2 separate regions of the Capra hircus genome follow, and region 2 is linked to region 1. The links are chromatin contacts, called in public Hi-C maps. All regions are on one chromosome and are shown on one strand. Each heading gives the region's core, a stretch centred on a gene start, on an enhancer-like site or on the middle of the called end of the contact. The rest is flanking DNA. Distances are from core to core; before and after follow the strand shown.

What was found. A called contact is a pair of places that touch in the nucleus more often than the background predicts.
Region 2: a contact with region 1 is called in a Hi-C map of blood, with 2.1 times the contacts expected there. The contact joins the enhancer-like site here to the promoter of CNTRL in region 1. A contact is called at or near these places in 2 of 5 Hi-C or Micro-C datasets (both in blood).

The regions. Positions count from the first base shown.
Region 1 is chr8:110,206,796-110,212,391 of ARS1.2, forward strand. It overlaps CNTRL (centriolin), which reads left to right and starts at 2,909. Exons shown (of 44, transcript XM_018052712.1): 1 at 2,909-3,078. It overlaps LOC102183692 (a long non-coding RNA gene), which reads right to left and starts at 2,778. Exons shown (of 7, transcript XR_310251.3): 1 at 2,173-2,778.
Region 2 is chr8:110,244,414-110,250,009 of ARS1.2, forward strand. CNTRL (centriolin) reads left to right here. Exons shown (of 44, transcript XM_018052712.1): 13 at 4,185-4,338; 14 at 5,356-5,576. Among named protein-coding and RNA genes, the nearest start is that of CNTRL, 38 kb to the left of the region's middle. Within about 2 kb of position 2,293, at least 3 of the 5 cell types and tissues checked have an H3K27ac peak or open chromatin away from gene starts, as enhancers often do.

The DNA.
Region 1 (5,596 bases), core at 1,659-4,158:
ACATTACTTTGCCAACAAAGGTCCCGTCTAGTCAAGGCTATGGTTTTTCCTGTGGTCATGTATGGATGTGAGAGTTGGACTGTGAAGAAGGCTGAGTGCTGAAGAATTGATGCTTTTGAACTGCAGTGTTGGAGAAGACTCTTGAGAGTCCCTTGGACTGCAAGGAGATCCAACCAGTCCATTCTAGAGGAGATCAGCCCTGGGATTTCTTTGGAAGGAATGATGCTAAAGCTGAAACTCCAATACTTTGGCCACCTCATGCTAAGAGTTGACTCATTGGAAAAGACTCTGATGCTGGGAGAGATTGGGGGCAGGAGGAGAAGGGGATGACCCAGGATGAGATGGCTGGATGGCATCACGGACTCGATGGACTTGAGTCTGAGTAAACTCTGGGAGATGGTGATGGACAGGGAGGCCTGGCATGCTGCGATTCATGGGGTTGCAAAGAGTCAGACACGACTGAGTGACTGAACTGACTGACTGACTGAATCCCTTGAATCTGTTTGTCACTTTGGGATTTGATTTAGGTCATGCCTAAATGGTCGACTGCAGCCATGAAATTAAAAGATGCTTGCTCCTTGGAAGGAAAGTTATGACCAACCTAGACAGCGTATTCAAAAGCAGAGACATTACTTTGCCAACAAAGGTCCATCTAGTCAAGGCTATTGTTTTTCCAGTAGTCATGTATAGATGTGAGAGTTGGACTATAAAGAAAGCTGAGTGCAGAAGAATTGATGCTTTTGAACTGTGGTGTTGGACAAGATCTTGAGAGTCCCTTGGACTGCAAGGAGATCCAACCAGTCCATCCTAAAGGAGATCAGTCTTGAATATTCATTGGAAGGACTGATGTTGAAGCTGAAACTCCAATATTTTGGCCACCTGATGCAAAGAACTGACTCATTTGAAAAGACCCTGATGCTGGGAAAGATTGAAGGCAGGAGAAGAAGTGGATGGCAGAGAATGAGATGGTTGGATGGCATCACTGACTCAGTGGACATGAGTTTGAGTAAACTCCAGGAGTTTGTGATGGACAGGGAGGCATGGTGTGCTGCAGTCCAAGGGGTCACAAAGAGTCGGACATGACTGAACAACTGAACTGACTGACTGACCATTCTCTGGACTTTGTGTATATTTTCGACAGCTACTTATTAGATTGATAATGAACTACACCAGCATACCATGATTTGACAATGGACCCTACCTGAATATCATTACAGACTTTAACAGGTATAGCTGTGAGGTGACACAATAAATCTAATTCTCTGTCAGAAAAGAGAAAAAAAAGTGTCAGAACAAAGCAACAAAAAATAATAGAGCTAAAAGTCAGCAATGTACACATTCCAAACTAATAAATATCATCTGAGCTTAGAATTTTTTTTAAAAAAGGATAGATCTTCCTTTCAATTTAAAATGTGGGGCTTTTCATGAATTTTGACTTTTCTAGAGCTCAAAGGGTCTCCCGTGTTGCTTAAATACTAGTGGGGGAGAGAGAAGCATCATTCACTTAAATGTGAATGTGAATGGAGCCCCCTGTTGAAAACTACCCGAATTTCTGATTCCTGAATCCATCTCTGCCTTTCAGAAAAATTACAAGTGCTTAAGATGGTTCATAACAAGGCCCCTCTTCTTGCTTTAGCTTCTGCACTCCAGATTTTTGGCTGCCATCCTTATTTATTTAACATCAGCTCATTGCCAAGCTCCTTCTCCCCATTCTTCCTTGGGTTTGCACAAGTTGCTCCCTTTGCCAAGCAAATTTTTCCCCACTCCCATACTCCTTGATTAAGTTATTTGGTTCTTCCAAGACTCAAGGATGAGGCATCATTTCCTCTGGAAAACCTTTGCCTAATACTAAAATAAGTAAAACATACTGAGAACTTATTACAGGACATAAGAAAGAACTTAGAACTCTTTCCACAAGCACTAACTTTTATAACTATCAGGAAGTGGGTAGGATTATCCTGTTTCATAGAGGAGGAAACTGAGGCACAGAAAGAGGAAATTCCTAACAGTGTTACACAGATAGACCACGGATTCTGAAGAAAGGAAGGAACTGAGTATGGAAAACTGGTAAGAACAAGGGATTCGAAGTCACAAGGAAGAGAACTGTGCTAAGAGGGGGTCTTCCAAGCGAGCCGTTAAGATTGGAGAATTGTGGTAAAGGAGACTTAGTACCTGCTTTGGCGGTTTTTGGCGACGGTGCAACCTCTTACGGTGATACTGTCCAAGGTACCAGCTGGGAAATGGGAAGCTGGAATGGAGGAACAGTGTCCTTAGAGACCAGATTTTTTAAAAAGAATTCACCGTATTTCCCTAGCATTCAGCACAGTAAGTGCTAAATTCTCTTAAACTATGTGTTAAAAGTATGTGGTGGAATGCCGCCCTTTCAGGCAGGCCACAGCCGAAGTTTCTTCGACTGCTTCTTGTTTTGGCTTTCCTGTCACAACCTGAGGACTATTCTCAGCCAGGACTCCCAGGCTGCTCTCATTCCCGTAACCTCGGGTGCATCTGAAACCTAAACTGCGTTCCCTCAGAGGTTCATCTACGTCTGGCCTGTCTGGCCCCTGAAGAGAATTCGTCTCAGAAACGGGCCGTGCGAAGGAGGAGCGTGCGGCGAGGCACACTAGTTCAAAGCCTGACGGCTGGTAATGGGAATGCGCGGGCTTGGTGACAGCGCTACATCGGTCTCTCAGGTCGTCCTCAGGCCCAGCTCCCGCGGAGCGTGTCAAGGCCTGAGCATGAGGAGTCAGCCGCTTCGCCTCAGAGAAAAGAGCGGAACCTCTCGCCGCCGGCAGCGCGAAATCTCGCCTCGCGCGGGCTCCCGCGGGATCCCGCGGGCTCCCACGCGCCTTTGCGCGCCCGCGGCCCTGGCCGACTGAGGGGCGGGAAGCCTGGTCCCGCCCCCAAGCTCCGGGGAGGGGCGTGGCCGCTACAGGCTCCGCCCACGCGGCGCGCACGGCCCCACGGCAACCGGCACAACACAACAAAATGGCTGCCGCGCCGCTGGGCGCCTGAAGGGAACTACCGGCACCTCTCCGCGCGGCCTCGTCCGGCGGGCTTGCTCGGCCTCGCTCCTTCGTGGTGAGTGCCAGGCCTGGTCTAGGCCGTTCTCCGGCCTCCAGGCGGAGCGGGTGGGGACCAGCGGCGAAGGCGGGAAGGCCTGGACCCAGCGAGGGATGGATTGGGGCGGGGGCGTGTGCCTGGGAGTTGGGATTGGACGGGAAGGAGGGGAGGGCCCGGAACCGGCGCGGGGAGGAGGATGGAGGGAGGTTTGGATAAGAAGCGAGGAGGGCACGGGGTGGGGGCTTTGGGATGAAGGACCGGAGTGTGGGGAGGTGTGGACGCGGGGGTTGGGCGAGTGAAAGGTAGGGTCCCGCTGCCGAGCGGAGGAGGGCGGAGGTGTGCCAGGTGTCTGCGGGCCATGGCTGGGAGCCAGGATGGTTTGGTACCCTGACGGGCGTCCTGAAACCGAGCGGAATCCAGTACGCGGAGAAAAAGGAGAGTTAGGATATGGGGAAGAAAAGTTAAAAGAAAGGGAAGAGCAAGTACTTTGTCGTATAACGGTTAAGGGATAGGTGCATTTCAAGTCAAAGCTTGGCTTCACGTCTTGATTCTGCCACCTGTGCTACTGACTGTGAGACTGGGGCTTGGTAATGTTTCCTCGTTTGTGAAAATACTCACTGATCACTTTTGAGTGTACCGTGTGTGCCAGATTCAGTTCTCCGTCCTTTAGTCCTTCCCATTAACTGATTTAGAATTTAAAATCACTTGAACGAGGTCATCATTCCCATCTTAAAAGATGAAACTGTGGGTCAGAGAGGTTAAATAAATTGCCAGTGTCACACAGAAAGTGGAAAATTAACATTTGAACTCAGACTTAGTTGTAGAAACCAAGCTCTTAATTCTTAATGATACAGTGTCACTTATAAATGAGGCTAATAATGATCGTAATATACATTATCTGCAAGAATTTGTTTGGTAATGTCTTTAGAGTGCCTCTACTGTCTTGTGGCCTAGACTCTAGAAGAGAAACAAGAAATAATCAAGTTGTTTCACAAATAATCATTTAATTGTAATTGTAAGGTGTTGTGAAGAATGCTGTTGGGGCAGAGACCTGATCCTGTTGTGTGTTTTGAGTGTGGAAGCCCTGCCTTCTCATCCCTGTATTCTTAGAATCTAGCACAGTTCTTGGTGCCTTAAAGTTGTGGAATAAAATTGAATGACTGAAAAAAAAAAAATAATGGAAAGGTTTGGGAAGCTTCCCCCCCTCCCCATACCTGAGTAGCATGGAGAGAGATGTGAGAGGAGAGCTTGGGATGTTAATAGGATACAGAGGGACATAGGTGTCAGGGTGTTAGAAGGGAGAGGCAAGTAGATAGCCAGCTGAGTTGAGATGAAGTGGAATGGATGGAGACTGGAGTATTTTGTTTGAAGAGGGGATAATTAGAAGCCAGAATATTTGAATGAGTTAGGGGGTCAGAATATTTGCTGTGATGAGCAGTTTGGGAAATCAGGATGAATACAGCAATGTGGAGGCAGGGCACTGGAGAGAACTGTAGCGAAATGGAGAAGACTAGTACAGTGTTAGGGAAGAGACTTTGTGGGAGAACTTGGCAGTCAGAATGGGATGAAGGGTGGGAGGCAAAGGCTGATGAGCACAGGATGGGAGAATTGCTGTTGGTGAGGAATAGGAGTCAGGATATTTGAAAGGCCTAGTTGGAGAGTAAGAGTGTTGAAATGGGTCAGAGGGTATGGGATGAAGTCAAATTATAGGGAAAGTACTGAGATGTGCTTAAAGGGCTAAGGGGTGCCATGGAGAGGCATATGGAGGTCAAGAAATGGGGATGGATATTTGCTTATTGGAGTAGCTGGGAAGAGAGATGGAAGGTTTGTGAATTATAGAGATCTGCCTCATTTGGACGGAGAAGGCAATGGCACTCCACTCCAGTACTCTTGCCTGGAAAATCCCATGGACGGAGGAGCCTGGTAGGCTGCAGTGCATGGGGTCATGAAGAGTCGGACATGACTGAGTGGCTTCACTTTCACTTTTCACTTTCATGCATTGGAGAAGGAAATGGCAACGCACTCCAGTGTTCTTGCCTGGAGAATCCCAGGGACGGCGGAGCCTGGTGGGCTGCCATCTGTGGGGTCACACAGAGTTGGACATGACTGAAGCGACTTAGCAGCAGCAGCATTCTCATTTGGAAAAGATCAGAGATGATGGAATCTTAGGAAAGGCTGGATAGAGGTGAAGGTGTAGCCTCTACTAAGCTGTGGTGGAGGGGTTGTTAGATCAAGGCAAGTTTCCGAATCAGAAGGACAGGGTGCTCAATCATATGATTTTGACTATCACATCATTCCAGTGGCTTTCTTTTATTCTGCAGACTTCCTTCTGGGTTTTCAGACTATCTCCAGCTCTGGACTTGTTTTGATTTTGGTTTATCCTGCCCCTTCGCACGCACTAGCCCTGCCTCTCATCCCTGTCTTCTCTTTTCTATTGCTCGGTCTTTCTGTTGTTTATGTAATTGTGGACCGCAGCCTTGGTTGAGCAACGTCGCTCTCTCTCTCTTAAACTCATGCTTCAAGGTTTTACTGCTGC
Region 2 (5,596 bases), core at 1,043-3,542, 37 kb after region 1:
GTGGTCATGTATGGATGTGAGAGTTGGACTGTGAAGAAGGCTGAGCGCCGAAGAATTGATGCTTTTGAACTGTGGTGTTGGAGAAGACTCTTGAGAGTCCCTTGGACTGCAAGGAGATCCAACCAGTCCATTCTGAAAGAGATCAGCCCTGGGATTTCTTTGGAAGTAATGATGCTAAAGCTGAAACTCCAGTACTTTGGCCACCTCATGCGAAGAGTTGACTCATTGGAAAAGACTCTGATGCTGGGAGGGATTGGGGGCAGGAGGAGAAGGGGACGACCCAGGATGAGATGGCTGGATGGCATCACGGACTCGATGGACTTGAGTCTGAGTAACCTCCGGGAGTTGGTGATGGACAAGGAGGCCTGGCGTGCTGCGATTCATGGGGTCACAAAGAGTAGGACACGACTGAGCGACTGAACTGAACTGAACTGAACTGATGGCCTATAATATCTTCCCTTATCACATTTATTTGCTCAAAAGTCGACCACCCTGTGTAAGGCCCCTAAGGACAGGAACTGTATCCCCAGGGGTCAATACTACGTTTAGGATGATTGCATTAAGGAAAATAGTCAAGAACAGGCCTATAGCTACTACCCAGACAAAGCTCCTTTCCTCCCTGTTTGAGTTCTGTGATCTATGAGTGTAATTGCACCCTAGATTGTCTGTGCTTTCAACAAACAACTGTGATAGTCTTGGCATACAGGGAGTCTATACACACTGGCTGTCTGTAAAGTATTACATATAGAAAGAGGTTAAATGAAAAGTAGGAAAGGCATGCAAGTTTTGAAGCTTGTCAAAATCAGTGTATCAGTGGAGATGAAGCATGCAGGCCAGATTTTAAGACTCCTGAAGTTCAGTTCTAGGGCTGTAGCTTTAGTCTCAGTACCAGAGGAGGTGTCTCTGTTTAGTTCATTTACCCAGAAGGAGCATCTTTTTTCTGGTTTGCACAAAGTTACCTTATTGGCTAGTGTCTGGCCCCCATTTTATTGCTGCAAAATGTGAACAGTTTAGCAAGAGGGAAAGAAGCATGGCATTGTGCATATTTTTCTGCAGATGTAGACTAACCTTTATTATCAGATGAAGTATTTTTCTGAATTGCAAATAGAATTTAAAAGTAAAAGCTTGGCAGATCAGAAAGCGGTAAAGATATGATGAGAAACGTATTAAGGGACAGTGATGTGTCTTGCATTGCGCTTGGCTTTAGGATATACTGTGAGGAACTTTATTTTATTACAGCATCCAAATGAGATCGGTGACTTTTTACCTTGCATAAGATTAAAAAAAAAAAAAAGAAGGGGGGGACTTCCCTAGTTCCCAGTGGTTTAAAAAACAATCTGCCTGCTAATGCAGGCGATGTGGGTTCCATCCCTGGGTCAGAAGATCCCCTAGAGAAGGAAATGGCAACCCACTCCAGTATTCTTGCCTGGAAATTTCCATGGACAGAGGAGTCTGGCGGGCTACATACAGTCCATTGGGTCACAAAAGAATCAGACTCAACTTAGTGACTGAACAACAACAAATAAGATAAAAGTGAGATCAGCCCTGGGATTTCTTTGGAAGGAATGATGCTGAAGCTGAAACTCCAGTACTTTGGCCACTTCATGAGAAGAGTTGACTCATTGGAAGACTTTGATGCTGGGAGGGATTGGGGGCAGGAGGAGAAGGGGACGACAGAGGATGAAATGGCTGGATGGCATCACTGACTCGATGGACGTGAGTCTGGGTGAACTCTGGGAGTTGGTGATGGACAGGGAGGCCTGGCGTGTTGCAGTTCATGGGGTCGCAAAGAGTGGGACACGACTGAGCAACTGAACTGAACTGAAATGATTTCCCAAGTCTCCCTTTTAGTAAGAGGCAGAGCCCATGCTTACGCTACTAGATGACTTTCTCCTCACAAAGGAGTTACAAATCTAAAGAGATTAATTACTTTTAAAATTAGCTCAGTGCCGAGCCTAATCAAGTCTTCAACAAACGCAAGCATTTAACTAGTTTTCAAAAGCAAAAGATACTATGTAAAAATCAAATCCCTTTAGTTAGAGAAAACGGTTCACAGCTAGAAGCAGAAATATCAGAGGAACAAGGAACAAATGTAATAAGGGGGGATTTGTATCCCTGTTCACTATCTAGCTATGCCCTCTGGAAGCAAAAGGTAACAGTACCCCTAGAGGCAATCAGCCTGTAGTAATCTGTTGCAGACGTTTTCGTGATTGGCCTGGGGGAGCTTCCTGTGTTGTGATTTAAAGCGTGGAGGGTGGGGCCTGCTTGCAGAGGCTGCTTGCGATTGGATGAGCTGGGTTGCCGCTCAGCCTCCGCCAGGAATGTGGTTTGAAGTGCTGGGAGGTTAGAGGCTCGGAGGCGCTTACAAAAATGTGGCTGTCAGAGAGGGAAGTGCACATGAGTTTCAAGGCAACATTAGAAAGCGTTCCGCCCACAGCTCCTCTGTTCTCAACGGCTCAGTTTTAACAGGACACATTCTAAGTTAAGGTATGACCATTTTCTCTCTCTCGCTCGCTGTACGAGGACTTAGAAAGGAGGAGGAGTCAGAGATGTAAGTTCCTGTTTTTACAATACCTCTATTGTGAGCTCCACGGTAGGGAAAATCGCTGAATATACTTTTGCTCCCATGTGTTTAATGCAGATCATTGACGTATTGAACTAATTTTTTGTCCTGCATGTAGAGATTTCAGTAGAAGTTTTAATGGTGAATTTTTAAGATTTATTGATACAAATATGAGGGCAGAAGATTTTAAAAATTCACTCTGAGCCACAAAAATCCTAAATTTACTTAGAATTTAAGCTTTTATCTTTAGTTACCTTTTGAGAAAGATTTCAAATGGGTATTTTGGGAGAGTAGGAGGAGTTTTGAAAATCCCATTGAGTCAAGCTGGCTCTCATCTGTTCTTCAGAAATGAAGAGACTTTCTTTCTTGTCTTTGGAGGCAACAGCATGCAAAGCTGAGGACTGTTCTTTTATAGTGAAATTATAGTCTTAGACTTGAGAAGAATGGAGTTGGTTACTCAGATGGATATAGCTCTTTCTCCTGATCACTTTCTCTTGATTTATTTTTGTCATGTTCCTCTGATCCTGTGGGGGCAAGCTAGAGCTCTGAGAGTGTGTGTGGGAGGACACAGGTTCTCTGGGGAATCATTTTGTCTCCATATGAACAGTCGCCTAAGGAGACCTGGGCAAGTCATTTGGTGGACCTGAGATTACATCCTCATGCGTGAAAGAAAGAGGTAGACTAGAGCATTGGTTCTCAGGTGTTTATCCCAGCACACCTGAGAAATGCAGTCCAGTCCTTTCAGTTAACAGCAGCTCCCTAAAGCAATGACTGTCAAGGTAGATGTGGGTGTGTGAAAGCTTTTTTTCTACCAGGAATATATGTAGTGGTTGGAGGAGAAAGGCGTGCCTCCATAGGGCCCTCCGTCTTGAGGATCACTGGCCTAAATGGTCTTTGAGGTCTCTCTCAACTCCCAGTTTATAGAACTTAAAAGCAAAATGTTTCTTTGTATAAAGAATTGAAAATAAAATTGAATTCTAAGGAAGAGTTTGTTTCATGTCTCTATCTCCCCCAAAATATTATAAAAACATTACTTTGCTGACAAAGATCCATCTAGTCAAAGCTATGGTTTTTCCTGTAGTCATGTACGGGTGTAAGAGTTGGACCATAAAGAATGCTGAGTGCCAAAGAATTGATGCTTTTGAACTATGGAGTTGGAGAAGACTCTTGAGAGTCCCTTCAACTTCAAGGAGATCAAACCAGTCAATCCTAAAGGAAACCAGTCCTGAATATTCATTGGAAGGGCTGATGCTGAAGCTGAAGCTCCAATACTTTGGCCACCTGATGTGAAGAGCTGATTCGTTGGAAAATACCTTGATGCTGGGAAAGAGTAAAGACAGGAGGAGAAGGGGACGACAGAGGATGAGATGGTTGGATGGCATCACTGACTTGATGGACATGAGGCTGAGCAAGCCCCCGGGGTGGGTGATGGACAGGGAGGCCTGGCGTGCTGCAGTCCACGGGGTCGCAGAGAAAGCAGCTCATGTGAAAACAACACAGTGTCTGACACAGAACAGGTGCAGATCGTTGCATTTCCTTTCCATTCTTCCTTAGAGATGTTATAAGGATCATTGTTTTTATAAACATTAAAAGAATTTGGATCATTTTTTTTTCAATTTAGTGCCATATGAAGGCTCAGAAAAGGGGTAAAGAACAACAATTTGACATTATGAACAAGCAGTACAAACAACTTGAAAGCCGTTTGGACGAGATACTTTCTAGAATTGCTAAAGAAACTGAAGAGATTAAGGACCTTGAACAACAGCTTACTGAAGGTGAGAATTCTAAGCAGGATTTGAGGTATATCAGTTTCAGTGTTAGTAAAAGACAAATGACAGGTGTTAATCCAAATATTAGCTGAATATGCTTCAGCTGTTATTGCTAGTATTTGATAGGGAAATATTTACAGAGTTCTCAAAAATGTTTAATAAAGTTAAACATTTTTATTTTGGTTTTCTTGGGTTGATGTCCTAATGAGTCAGGTCACTGTGGCAGGAAGTGCATACGTGATCATGATAAACACTGGTACGTGATTGTCTTCTTCTAAGGCATAAAATCCTTGTCACTTATCCCTGCTATCAAGCACTCAGTGTCTGGTTATAAGGAGAGTGCAGAAAAGAATTTTAGAATCTATTTTTGGAATGCAAATTTAAATCGTGGCATTGCCGAAATAGTGGAAGAGGAAGATACTAGACTGTAGTGATAAGAACCTTGGCTTGGTGTAAAAAGATCCCAGGCCTCGTTTTGCTGTTATCAGCTGTATGACCTGGGACAAGTTATTTTTGTCGTGATCATTTAGTTTTAGAGAGGTTTAAATGAGATAGTGTTCATAAAGTGCCTGGACATAGTAGGCAGTCACCGAGGATGTGATTGGTGGTTGTTTTTTTAAGTCTTCAGGTTATAGGTTAATGCTGCTAATCTTGGATTTGACTTGGTTTTGTTTCGTGTGTCCAGTAGTAAGAGCTCAGTTTTGTTGCACATTCTTCATTATTTTATTTGGAAATTACTACTTGAAACTTTTTACAGCATGAATTAAAGCATTTCATAAGCAATGCCAATGATTATACTATTTTTATTGTATACATGCTTGATACTCCCGTACCATGGATAATAGGGGGGAAGCTATTATTGTATCTTAAATATGAAAAATAAGATAGTAGGAAATCATTATTAGAATCGAATTTCATTCTTAGCTGGTAACAAATAGCTAAGGAGTCTAAATGCAGTAATAATGTATCCTGAAAGCATCTTCTTGTATAGATCATCACCTCCCCTTTCTCTGTCTTGCTTAGGCCAGATAGCAGCAAATGAAGCCCTGAAGAAGGACTTAGAAGGCGTCATCAGTGGGCTGCAAGAGTACCTGGGGACTGTGAAGGGCCAGGCCGCTCAGGCCCAGAGCGAGTGCAGAAGGCTGCAGGATGAGAAAGAGGTGTTGCTGCAAAGGTTGACCGAGGTCGAGCAGGAAAGGGACCAACTGGAAATAGTTGCCTTAGATGCAGAAAACATGAGGAAGGTATGATTTGTCTCTTCTTG